2 separate regions of the Mus musculus genome follow, and region 2 is linked to region 1. Evidence: chromatin contacts called from public Hi-C data. All regions are on one chromosome and are shown on one strand. Each heading gives the region's core, a stretch centred on a gene start, on an enhancer-like site or on the middle of the called end of the contact. The rest is flanking DNA. Distances are from core to core; before and after follow the strand shown. Region 1 has its middle 78 kb from the start of Kif18a. Region 2 has its middle 12 kb from the start of Bdnf.

Region 1 (5,857 bases), core at 1,616-4,115:
TAGAGAACCACTGGCACAACTGTTAAACAGGCTGATTTACCATGAATCAACAAGGTAAGTTTCCTACCACAAACAAAGAATAATGAGCATTTTGTATAAATTAGGTTATAAATGGTGATTTTATTTTTTTTGTTTCTGGTATTATGAGCTAAAATTTATGCTAAGCATATACAATGAGAAAAGTATAGATTCTTTTGCCCCAACCTTCAAGGTATAAGAATTTTTCCATTCTTTTTTTTTTTTTTTTTTTTTTTTTCCATTTTTTATTAGGTATTTTGCTCATTTACATTTGCAATGCTATACCAAAAGTCCCCCATAGCCACCCACCCCCTCTCCCCTACCCACCCACTCCCCTTTTATGGCCCTGGCGTTCCCCTGTACTGGGGCATATAAAGTTTGCGTGTCCAATGGGCCTCTCTTTCCAGTGATGGCCGACTAGGCCATCTTTTGATGCATATGCAGCTAGAGTCAAGAGCTCCGGGATACTGGTTAGTTCATAATGTTGTTCCACCTATAGGGTTGCAGATCCCTTTAGCTTCTTTGGTACTTTCTCTAGCTCCTTCATTGGGGGCCATGTGATCCATCCAATAGCCGACTGTGAGCATCCACTTCTATGTTTGCTAGGCCCAGGCATACTCTGACAAGAGACAGCTATATCAGGGTCCTTTCAGCATAATCTTGCTAGTGTATGCAATGGTGTCAGCATTTGGAAGCTGATTATGGGATGGATCCCCGGATATGGTAGTGTCTACATGGTCCATCCTTTTATCTCAACTCCAAACTTTGTCTCTGTAACTCCTTCCAAGGGTGTTTTGCTCCCACTTCTAAGGAGGGGCATAGTGTTCACACTTCAGTCTTCATTTTTCTTGAGTTTCATGTGTTTAGGAAATTGTATCTTATATCTTGGGTATCTTAGGTTTTGGGCTAATATCCACTTATCAGTGAGTACATATTGTGTGAGTTCCTTTGTGAATGTGTTACCTCACTCAGGATGATGCCCTCCAGGTCCATCCATTTGGCCAGGAATTTCATAAATTCATTCTTTTTAATAGCTGAGTAGTACTCCATTGTGTAGATGTACCACATCTTCTGTATCCATTCCTCTGTTGAGGGGCATCTGGGTTCCTTCCAGCTTCTGGCTATTATAAATAAGGCTGCTATGAACATAGTGGAGCATGTGTCCTTCTTACCAGTTGGGGCATCTTCTGGATATATGCCCAGGAGAGGTATTGCTGGTTGTTATCATGTAGAAGAATGCGAATCGATCCATACTTATCTCCTTGCACTAAGGTCAAATCTAAGTGGATCAAGGAACTTCACATAAAACCAGAGACACTGAAACTTATAGAGGAGAAAGTGGGGAAAAGCCTTGAAGATATGGGTACAGGGGAAAGATTCCTGAACAGAACAGCAATGGCTTGCTCTGTAAGATCGAGAATTGACAAATGGGACCTAATGAAACTCCAAAGTTTCTGCAAGGCAAAAGACACCGTCAATAGGACAAAAAGACCACCAACAGATTGGGAAAGGATCTTTACTTATCCTAAATCAGATAGGGGACTAATATCCAACATATATAAAGAACTCAAGAAGGTGGACTTCAGAAAATCAAATAACCCCATTAAAAAATGGGGCTCAGAACTGAACAAAGAATTCTCACCTGAGGAATACCGAATGGCAGAGAAGCACCTGAAAAAATGCTCAACATCCTTAATCATCAGGGAAATGCAAATCAAAACAACCCTGAGATTCCACCTCACACCAGTCAGAATGGCTAAGATCAAAAATTCAGGTGACAGCAGATGCTGGCGTGGATGTGGAGAAAGAGGAACACTCCTCCATTGTTGGTGGGATTGCAGGCTTGTACAACCACTCTGGAGATCAGTCTGGCGGTTCCTCAGAAAACTGGATATAGTACTACCGGAGGATCCATTCTTTTTTTTTAATCACACATTTTCTGGGAAAAAAATCTCACAATTGTACAGTTAGTTATGGTGGCCCACCCAGCACTCCCAGCATGTGAGTAAAGGAGTCATAAGTTCAAGCCCATCGAGGCTGCATTCTGAGAGCCCATCTCTACATTTAATATCTCATTTGGTTAAAGTGACAACTTTAAAGCTAGAAACCCAGCTTTATAATACAAAAAGGGGAAACTGAGGCTTGGAAAACTTCTGTTCATTATCTGGGACCTCCAGCTACAAGTGGATGAATCCAGAAAGGGAACACATGCTTTGTAACTCTGCCGGAACTTGCTTTTTTCTGCAGCCCAGTGGCCTTCCTTGGTGCACCAGCCTCCTCTTTCTTTACAGGGCAAGTCACTGGTGTCTTCACATAAATATTAAAATAGGTAGGCAAAGGTCTCGAGTCCAGAAAAGAGAATCCCAAATATTACTAGATTTTTATTGCTGCTATGAAAACTTCCAAAGTGGAAGGATTTTCTTCTCTCCTCAAACAACTGATACTGATTAAGTCAGTCTGAAGGATTCGGTATCAGACAATTATTTCTTTTTCACTTTTTTCTTCTTTGCTCCAGACCTTTTACCCCACCCCCACCCCTGAGCCCAGTTACTAAAGGATATCAGGTGACAACAAGATTTATGAGAAGTCCAAAGGCCACATCTGGGTCACTGAACAGAGATCAACAGATATCGTTCAACCAGTTAGGAATTTTAAAAATCCTTTATGTTCCATCCAAGTAAAAATGTTTATCCATGTAATTAAAATGAATTAATTTATGAATTAATCTACTCATCATGGTTTCATCACTACTGAGTATTTATTTTATCATAGGAATTGTTTATCTGTAAGGTATGTCACTCTGAATAAGCATTGACTCTGTCTTTACAGAGATTCAGTAATCACATGTATAATGACTAATATACCACAGGTCTGCATTTTAAAGGTAAGTCAAACTATTCTCATCATTATGGTTATGGTTATAAGCATGATCAGTTTCATGAACACTAAAGACCTAATCAGGGAAAGAATATTCATCAAAAAGGTTTTGAGTTTATTAAGCAGTGGTCAGAATACGGTGTGACTCTCCTTTCTTGGTGACAAATACCAAGCTAGGGACCAAGTATTGTTTTTCCCCCAGTGTTTGTTTATATAGTGAGTAAGTTAAGACTTACCCTGCTTTTAGAAGCAGCGAGTATGAGACATGGAAGGAAATACTAAAATATTTGAAGTAGAATTCCCACCTAGCATTGTAAGATTTACAGAATGAAATGAGAAATACATACGGCACACATTCTATCATCAGAACCGTTTGTTTCCATGGGAGAACTGAATAAGGCTACTGAGAAATCTAGTGCAGAAAATCAATCCTCTTTAAGAACAGCCACTCTGACTTGACTGGTGTTAAGTGAAGAAACAGATTTCTTTAAGCTAGGGAGCAGCAAGAAGTTGTAATCATGTGACCCAAGCAGAGAGCCTTTAGACAGGGTCACCTTCCTAGGATCCCACTGTCTGCTCAGAATAAATTATGCTTACAGTGGTTTCACAAGAGACTCTTGGCTTTATGATGGTATGCCCACGTAACCATCCCGTTACACCCCCCCCCCCCACACACACACACACGCACAACGTTTACAACATGATTCAACCAGTTAGATGATTTAGCCCACATTTTTTATTTCACAAAATAAACCTAGTGTTAAATAATCTTTTACCATCAAAATTAAGGTAAGTGTTCTGAGGGCATCTCAGGAAGACAATGTGTGTCATTCATTTTAAATGCATTAACGTATTGTGTTTTCAATTTATGATGAGTTTTTGAGGTATTTATTCTATGATCTGTTGTTATGACATCAACCTCAGGAAAGTGGAGACTTTACTCTATATCCTCTATACCTAGAAAGTGACCAGAATAGTAGAGGTGCCATGTTTCTTAAAATAATGAGTGCAAAATACATAAATACATAGCAAAATTGTCAATAATCACAATAATCACAATAAAAATAATGATGATGATGACGATAAACATCCATGCACAGTTCTACAGGCTAGCCCTGTGCTCAGGATTGACACATAATTTTCTGCTGCATAGGAAGCTAGTAGGGTCTAGGGTTCAATTTTCCATGAGACAGTATTGAACCAAGATTAGAAATCACAGCATCAAATGGAAGCCCATTTTCATCTGAAGGCAAAAGAGAGATTTTTCTTTTGTATAGAGACCAGGGAAAACATGGTTCAGGATACTACCTCAAGTGGACACTGCCTTGGGATAAACTCAAGAGGTGGAGGAAGTCAAAGGAGCAAAGATGGGAAGAATCCGAGGCCATATGCAGAGCTAACTCAACATGAAGTTCTATCTAATCTATTCTTCTCATTTTAATAGCTAATAAGTTCCGTTGGTTGCTTAATCAAGTTTTGGGGATAGTGTTGCTTTCATCTCACCGAATCCAGGTAGATACTATTTAGTAACTACAGGGTTTAGAGCTATTGAATTCCTCTTTGCTTCTATCTCATCAAGTGAGAACACTGGAAGGGAGCTCTGGATTTGTTGTGGGGATTAAGGGATAATGTAAGTAAGCGTACTGAGCACAGTGCCTTCACAGAGTGAGGAGTCTGTGTATGATCTGATATCAAGAAAGCATTGCAGGAAAGGACAGAACAGAGAGCTGTGACTACTGTAGGCCAAATGTGAGACACATCATTTATCTCTTTCTGTGACTATGTTTAGATGCTTCCATTCTCCAAAACAGCATTGGATCTGTTGTTCATGTAAACCTTTTTAATTATACTTTGAGCTTCTAGAGTGAAGCAAAGGAGGCAGGGCCTTAGGAATGCCCAACACTGTGTGGCGTGTATGGCAAGTATTGTATTGAAGCTTGTAGAATTGAAGGATTAACTTGGGGAGAAAGTCACTTATTGAAGAGGAGAGACAGAGGCAAGTGGGCAAAAAGAAGACAGAGCCCCTGGGTTAGGTTTTAGGAGGTAGCAGGAGGAGGGGTGGGGGGAGGAACTCAGTTGGAGGAATCACACTCAAAAAGAAACAAATTTAACAATAAAAGGGATGCAATGTTTTGTTCCCAATGATGGCTATGGCATTTCTTTTAGGCTCTGTGCACAGCCAAGCACTACATTTTTTCACTGATTATAACAATGACAAAGTCTGGGAAAAACATTTCCCAGTATCTATACCTCGCCATGAACTTTCCTCAAGAGGGCTGGGACCAGGATACTTATGTTTATGCTACACAATAAACCGAGTAAGACTTTCTAAAAGCATCAACTGGAATAGTTTTCCCAAATGTTACTTTTAACTATACAATTGTATCCTGTGAAAATGGCCTATCTCCAACAGAGGAGACAAATCACTTAAAACCCCAAGTTAAATAATTAAAAACTGTAATAAATATACTGACAGAAAAAGAAGTAGTTTTAGAAAAAAATGTATTACTTTCCACCAAAAGTTCTGTTGGGAAAATAAAGCAGGCATCAGTACTCTGGTTTGAACATGAGCTAGTCATGGGTTAAGTCATTTAAAAAAATTGGGAATAGCAGTATTTATGGTTCAACTGGAGTGATAATGCTCCAGGCACATGGCTAGCCCTGAGGACACAGATAAATGAGGCATGAACAAAACCATCATAGAAACAACACTTCATTTTTATCATTTTACATTACTAATTGAAAGCAGTCTATAATTAAGTTTAAGAGAAAAGAGGGAAAATAAGAAAAGTCAAGGTGATTGTGAGGATGCTTCAGCCTTTATGGTAGTGGAGCATCTCCTGGGGCCACATTGAGCCCTATCTTACACAGCACACTGATATACTCTATGTCTGTGATAATCCAGTCCGTCCATGTCACCCCCACATCCAGGGTACGTTAGTGGAAATAGATTCTCCATTGT
Region 2 (5,857 bases), core at 1,899-4,398, 320 kb before region 1:
GATTGTTAGCTTTCTGAGGGTAATATTACCTAAGTTAATAGCCCGAGCTTAAAATTCCAAGATCTGCTTTGCAGGGGTGGCCATGTTGCAGATCAAACCCCAAGACTTGATGCATGCTAATCAAGCACTCTACCACTAAGCTATACCCTACCCATGCCCCTGGAACTTCCTATCCTTTTCACAGGAGGACTAGATTTCTAGAGCCATGGAATTGTGCTGCTGCTGATACTAAAATTATGCATTAGGGTCATATGGAGCTCAATTGAAGCACATATTCCACACCATGGCTATCTTGTCAATTGGCCTTTTACACACTGTGTAGCTTTTCTAATGGTAAAACTGATTTAATTTTTTTCTGCCAATGCCAATTTCCTTTGCCAGAAAGGAAAACCAAATGGCTAATGTTGACATTGGCTAAATTCACATTTCTGAATCAATGCTATGTTAATAATTTCCTCCCACATGTTCTGTTGTCAAATGTGTAGTGGATCTTACCCAGTAGTATTTGCAGACTTTATTACAAGCAGAAGCTAGACATTTTTGTATTGTATGCCAATGGTTAGTTATTTCAAAATTATAGCAATCATTTTGCTGCTAGATTATCCAATATATAAAAGTGCATATATTTTTATATCACAATATATTACATTTTATATTATTATAGCTATATGTAATGCAATTGTTTTCCTTTGTAACCATAAACTTTTTATTATCTTCATTTAGAAGTAGTATTCTGAAACGAGTTTACAAAATGGTTCATCAGACTGCCAAGAGTCTATGCCACAAAAATGGCTACAAATCCCATGTTAGTTCAACATGTCATAAAGAATAAGAGCTTAATTCTTTAATATTGATTATGGAAGTCATTGGAGAGGAAGAGGTTCTCAGAGGAGGATGAAAGTGAGAGTCAAGGAAATCATGGTTTTCTACTAAAGTAATTAGAACTATCGAGCATGGAAGGCAGAGATCATGGCCAGGGAGAAATGGCCTGGAGAAACACCCACAGAGAGCTCCTGTACAATCCCGATTCTTTTCTGCTTCCCTGATTATTTCTATATTGCTATACATTTCCTCTCTCTTTTGCATTCATCTCTCCAGCCATGCTTTACCCTATTGGCTTCCTGCTTAGGTGAACACTCATGAGAACACTTAATTGGGATATTTCAGTTTACAGAGCTCTTAATACTTAGAGACTGTACATATTCAATATATTTCTGTGAACCTGAAGAGATCTCTGTCTTAACTTCCCTTGGCACTGATATAGTCTCTGATGGGGTTTCTAGGTATCACAGCACTTGATACATAGTCTGGCACTAAGATCCCAATGTTTTTCTTCTGCTGTTGGGCTCTGCTTCCTAGTTTGGAAAGGGTATATGCATTCACTCAGAGGTTAAAAATATTGGAAAGGTCATTTCTATTTTCCATAGTAATCCAGAGAAATGGCCTTTTCAGTTTAAAAGATCTCATATAAGACACATTTTTCTACCAGCTTCAGGTTGAACTGTTAAATTTGGAATTACAAATTGCTAAATGGCTTGCTTGAAGAAAATTTCCCTAAGGTTTATTCTTTTTTTAAAAAGTTTATACTTTGAAATGTATTTTGCCATTTGCCTAAAATAGAATTCAAGAGTGATGTCTGTCATCCTTAGTGCATCAGAAGTTATTTTAAATATGGCATCTTTATAAAAGTCAATAGCTGCCTCATCAAAGGGCAATCATGTCCAGTGTGGGTGGCTGTGCCAATTGTTTTTGAACTACTGCAGCAATCCAGCCAATCGCAGGGAATGGCTTGCAGTCTCTCGACACCCACATTTCTTCTTAATTATCTCCACGAGGCTGAGTTAGCTAAGGACAGATCTATAGCATTTCCTGGATGTCCAAATGCCCACACACCTTCTGCAGGCTTTGAGTTACCAGTTCTCTTTCATGTTTCTCCTGGCTAGACCATCTAATTATCTATTAGCATGTACATATAATGCATTATTTATAAGAACAAGACACTTTCAGGATGCAATATCTTTAATTTTAAAAAGAAATGACATAAAACATAGAACATGTATGTCACAAAGAAAAGTGCCCTCAAATTTGACAGTGGGAATTCTACCACATCCTTCCTTTAAAATAAATCTAAACAAATATAAGGTCATTCATTGTTCAATTTAAACTATCATAATCATCATTTTTGAGAAAAAATGGTAAATTCCACATCCAGAGACCTCCTATGTAGGTCCCAAATCTGTTGTCTTTAAGTTTTATTTAAATGTATTTAGAAAGTAAAAAATTAGTGATTTAAAATTCTAAATCATCAAAGGTTAGGATAAGTTAAACTGGATTTCTTGTGAAGAAAGGGGAAATAGTTACAGTGCACACAATTCTCCTATAGTGCTCGGTCATGACCCATGGGTCTCACGCATACCACCAAATGCTCTACCTTTCAACTATCCCTGCTATCTTTCTACTATTTGTTTTGAGACAGAGAACCATTAAATTGCACAAACTGAGTTTAAATTCATTCTGCAGGCTAGGCAGGCCTTGAGCTTGTGATCCTCATACCTCATCCACCTCCAGGTTGTATATTGTACACTAGTCAACCATGACACTGAAATAGACTTTAGAACTTATCCTGAGAACATTGTTTCTGTACTATGTGCATGGAAACAGAAACTGAGTTGACGTTTCAGTTATTGATAATGAGTTGAGGATAAAGCTTGAACTATGTCTTTGAACCCAAGTCACTGTGTTTTCTTGAAGAAAGTACAAATCCAGATGTCTTTAAGGGGTCAGATTTTGTCACCAGCCTATAGGTTCTGGCAAGATAAGGATCATTCAGTCTTGCTCATGGCTGAATCTTCAAATTCTGACATAGTTTGGGACTCATAATTGATTAATATTTAATACATATGGAATAAAATTATGACTGTTAATTTTCTGCAGAAATATGCTGGGAGCAAATGCCATCATAGCTCACTTAAGATAGGCAAACACTATCTACCAAGGTAAACAAGTATCCAGGAATCCAAAACCAGGATGAAATTCCAGAGGGTTGAAAGAGAGCAAGCCAGCATGAACTCATGCATCGGATATGGGCTGGACTAAGTGACCTCTGACAAATGTCTGGCCATTAGATTCTCTGACTCATGAGTAAAAGTAATGTACTTCTTGGCTTTGACCTATCTTCTGTGTTTGTTTTTCAGGGGAATTAGTGACTGTGACTTAGCTAGTGTGTCAGCCACAGGAAGATTCCTGTTTTCTTTGAGCCTCCAACTTTGAGAGAGGGAAAGAAGAATTTAGGAAGGCAAGGTCATGGGCTGATTAAAACTTTCCATTAGTTCTGCCAAATTTGGGGAGTATTTGTAGATCCCTTTTTTAAAAAATTAGATAAATCAAAATAGGAGAAAATGATGCCTAAAATACCCTCAGAGGCCTTAGATAGGTCTGAGGGGCATGGTGGGCACTGAACAAGCACAGTCCTTGAAACTGGAAGAGACAGACTCCGAGCCTTCAGACCGTCCACTGTGGTATGTCTCTGCAGCTTGGCACCGAAATTCCCTGTGTAAGAGGCCATGGTGATCCCCACCCAACATAGCCCATCTGGAAATCAAATGAAGAAACCTGTAATGAGTTGTCAAAATTCTCCATGAAGTGTTCTTACTAGAAAATACAAATAAACTGTGCGCTTGATTATAGAGAACTCCTTACAGGATTCTTTTTACAGTGTTGGAATGGAAGAGAAAAGAGAGGGAGGAAAGATGGGGGTGGGGGGAGTCAGGATTGGCAAAAAACCAAACCAAACCCAAACCAACAAAACCCCCAAAAACCTTACCAACGAGAATGGAGGCAGGATAATTCAGTATTTTGACCCAAGTGTCAAGTTGGGGCAGGGGCGTCACTGCTTATAGAACATGTCTCCTTTTTCTAGAGATACTTGTGAAAGGAACAGCTCTACATTCCCAACTAAAAGATGTAAGGCTTTATGGTCTTGATATTATGCTCAGTCTGAAGTCAGAAGGGGAGAGAACATTTTATTGTTTAAAAATTTAATCTTCTCCACTTAAGGCAACCCCCTCCACTTTCAGAGCACTCAGTAAGTGGTAAACGTTCACTGAATGCTAATGTTTATTTTATTATTAACTACTACACAGTGTTCTTTATAGGGATTACAGTATGTAATTTTAAGAGATTTGCTGCTTGTTAAACTCCCACTAGAAACACACACACACACACACACACACACACAATGCACTGACAGATCAGCAAAGAAAGACACTAGCAAAAGAAAGATAATTTGAGATACTTCTGAGGTAGCAGTTGTAAAATTAAAATAGGCAACTCATTAAATTATCCATAGAGTGAAAAGAAAGCTACAAAAATAGATATTTTTCTGGCAAGTCAGTGCTGTTCAGAACAAATATAGTTTTCAGTCAGCAGAGTTTTTATATCAGATGATATCAGTTCATATTTGTTAGGATCACTTGCATGGTTGGACTAGTTTGCTCTAATTAAAAGCAAAAAATTACGTAGAAGAATTTATTTAGGAAGAAAAATCAACACTTCAATAAGACATCATTTTAACTTACAGACTGTAAACAATACAACCAAATGAATGCTATCTGAGCAATTTGGAACATGGTCCCCAAGATCACAGAACTTTTTAAAAACTAAATAAATAAAACTCCTTTTGTAAGTCATATTTTAGTTTCAACTGCCTCAATTCAATTTTCTGACTTTCAGTGGCTGCTTATCTGTTTTGTGGTCACCCAGGCTCTTGTCTCTTTCTCCCTTTGCTGGTGTTGATACATTGTTTCTTATTAAAGTTTCCCCTAGAGGACAGGCCAGGAAAAGGAAAGACCTAAATTCACCAGCTTTTTCTTATTAAGAATTTAAAGACTTGGTAGGGGAAGTGCAAATGAAAGCAGCGGCTTACACAGGTTGATCCCACTTCTTTTCAAAGCTTCTCTCCAATTTACACTGATAGATAACTGACAATATTTAGCAAGCCAATTAATCGCTTGCTTAAAAAAAAACACAACAACCTTCATTTCCTGCCTTGACTGTACAGATGAGATGATCTTTTTAATTAGCAAGGACTCTGGTTCAATCAAGTACAAATGCTGCATGTAAAAAGGATGGTATACTGATGAGGCCCATTTCTGGAGTGGCAGTTTGCAGAGCCTATTCAGATGTTCTTCTCTGTCCTCCAAAAATTGCTGTGTTGTGGGTCTTAATGTCAAGGATACTGGGAAAGATTCTGGCAAGATGCACATCATATTTTCATCTAATTCAGAACTTATATATTTCACTGAGGGAGATAGACCAAGGTAAAAATCTCACCTACAGTGTTAATATGCAAGACCAGGGGCTACAAAAGTAGGCTAGATTACTATTAAGATTATAAGGTTAAATGTCTCTCTCTCTCCCTCTCTTCCTCCCTTTCCATCTCCTATCATCTTTAATCTTCTGATTCCAAAAAGGGCAGTTGAAATACCTTTGCTTTTGCGTTAAAGAGATCTATGTTAATACATAAAAATAGTGAATATCAGGGGCACCATTCTTAAAGTGACAGTGGAAACCATCTTTCCTTACAAGTCAAGGATGCTTGGGTGTAAGAGGATGACGTGACACTTTTGAGGCTTATTTAAATTGTTAAAAAAAATGGAGGTTAAATAATTAGGCTGGTAAGTATTTTTTCTCCTTGTCGCCCAGACATGATACCTATAATTTCCTCTGTTCAACTGTCAGACAAATTGGCAAGTGGACTAAAAACAATATTCCCTTAACGAAGCGTTCGTCTAAAGCCCTAGCAACTGTATTAGGCAGCCCCAAGTATTCACGAGCAAGGCATGGCGCGGGAGGGAAA

What was found. Hi-C and Micro-C count contacts between places; a contact is called where the count stands out from the background.
Region 2: a contact with region 1 is called in a Hi-C map of pancreatic cancer cells, with 3 times the contacts expected there. The contact joins two enhancer-like sites. A contact is called at or near these places in 13 of 39 promoter capture datasets (the 3T3-L1 cell line, 3T3-L1-derived adipocytes, cranial neural crest and 8 more), 1 of 15 datasets of contacts at CTCF or cohesin (the NIH/3T3 cell line), 13 of 484 Hi-C or Micro-C datasets (cortical neurons, embryonic fibroblasts, embryonic stem cells and 5 more), 15 of 115 datasets of contacts at active chromatin or transcription factors (the NIH/3T3 cell line, craniofacial prominence, embryonic stem cells and 2 more) and 3 of 9 other capture datasets (adipose tissue, embryonic stem cells and pancreatic islet).

What each region holds. Positions count from the first base shown.
Region 1 is chr2:109,355,674-109,361,530 of GRCm38.p6, reverse strand. No RefSeq gene overlaps it. Among named protein-coding and RNA genes, the nearest start is that of Kif18a, 78 kb to the right of the region's middle. Within about 2 kb of position 2,865, at least 8 of the 459 cell types and tissues checked have an H3K27ac peak or open chromatin away from gene starts, as enhancers often do. A contact at or near this core is called in pancreatic cancer cells, where this site is marked.
Region 2 is chr2:109,678,607-109,684,463 of GRCm38.p6, reverse strand. It overlaps a transcript of Bdnf not described here. Among named protein-coding and RNA genes, the nearest start is that of Bdnf, 12 kb to the left of the region's middle. Within about 2 kb of position 3,148, at least 23 of the 459 cell types and tissues checked have an H3K27ac peak or open chromatin away from gene starts, as enhancers often do. A contact at or near this core is called in pancreatic cancer cells, where this site is marked.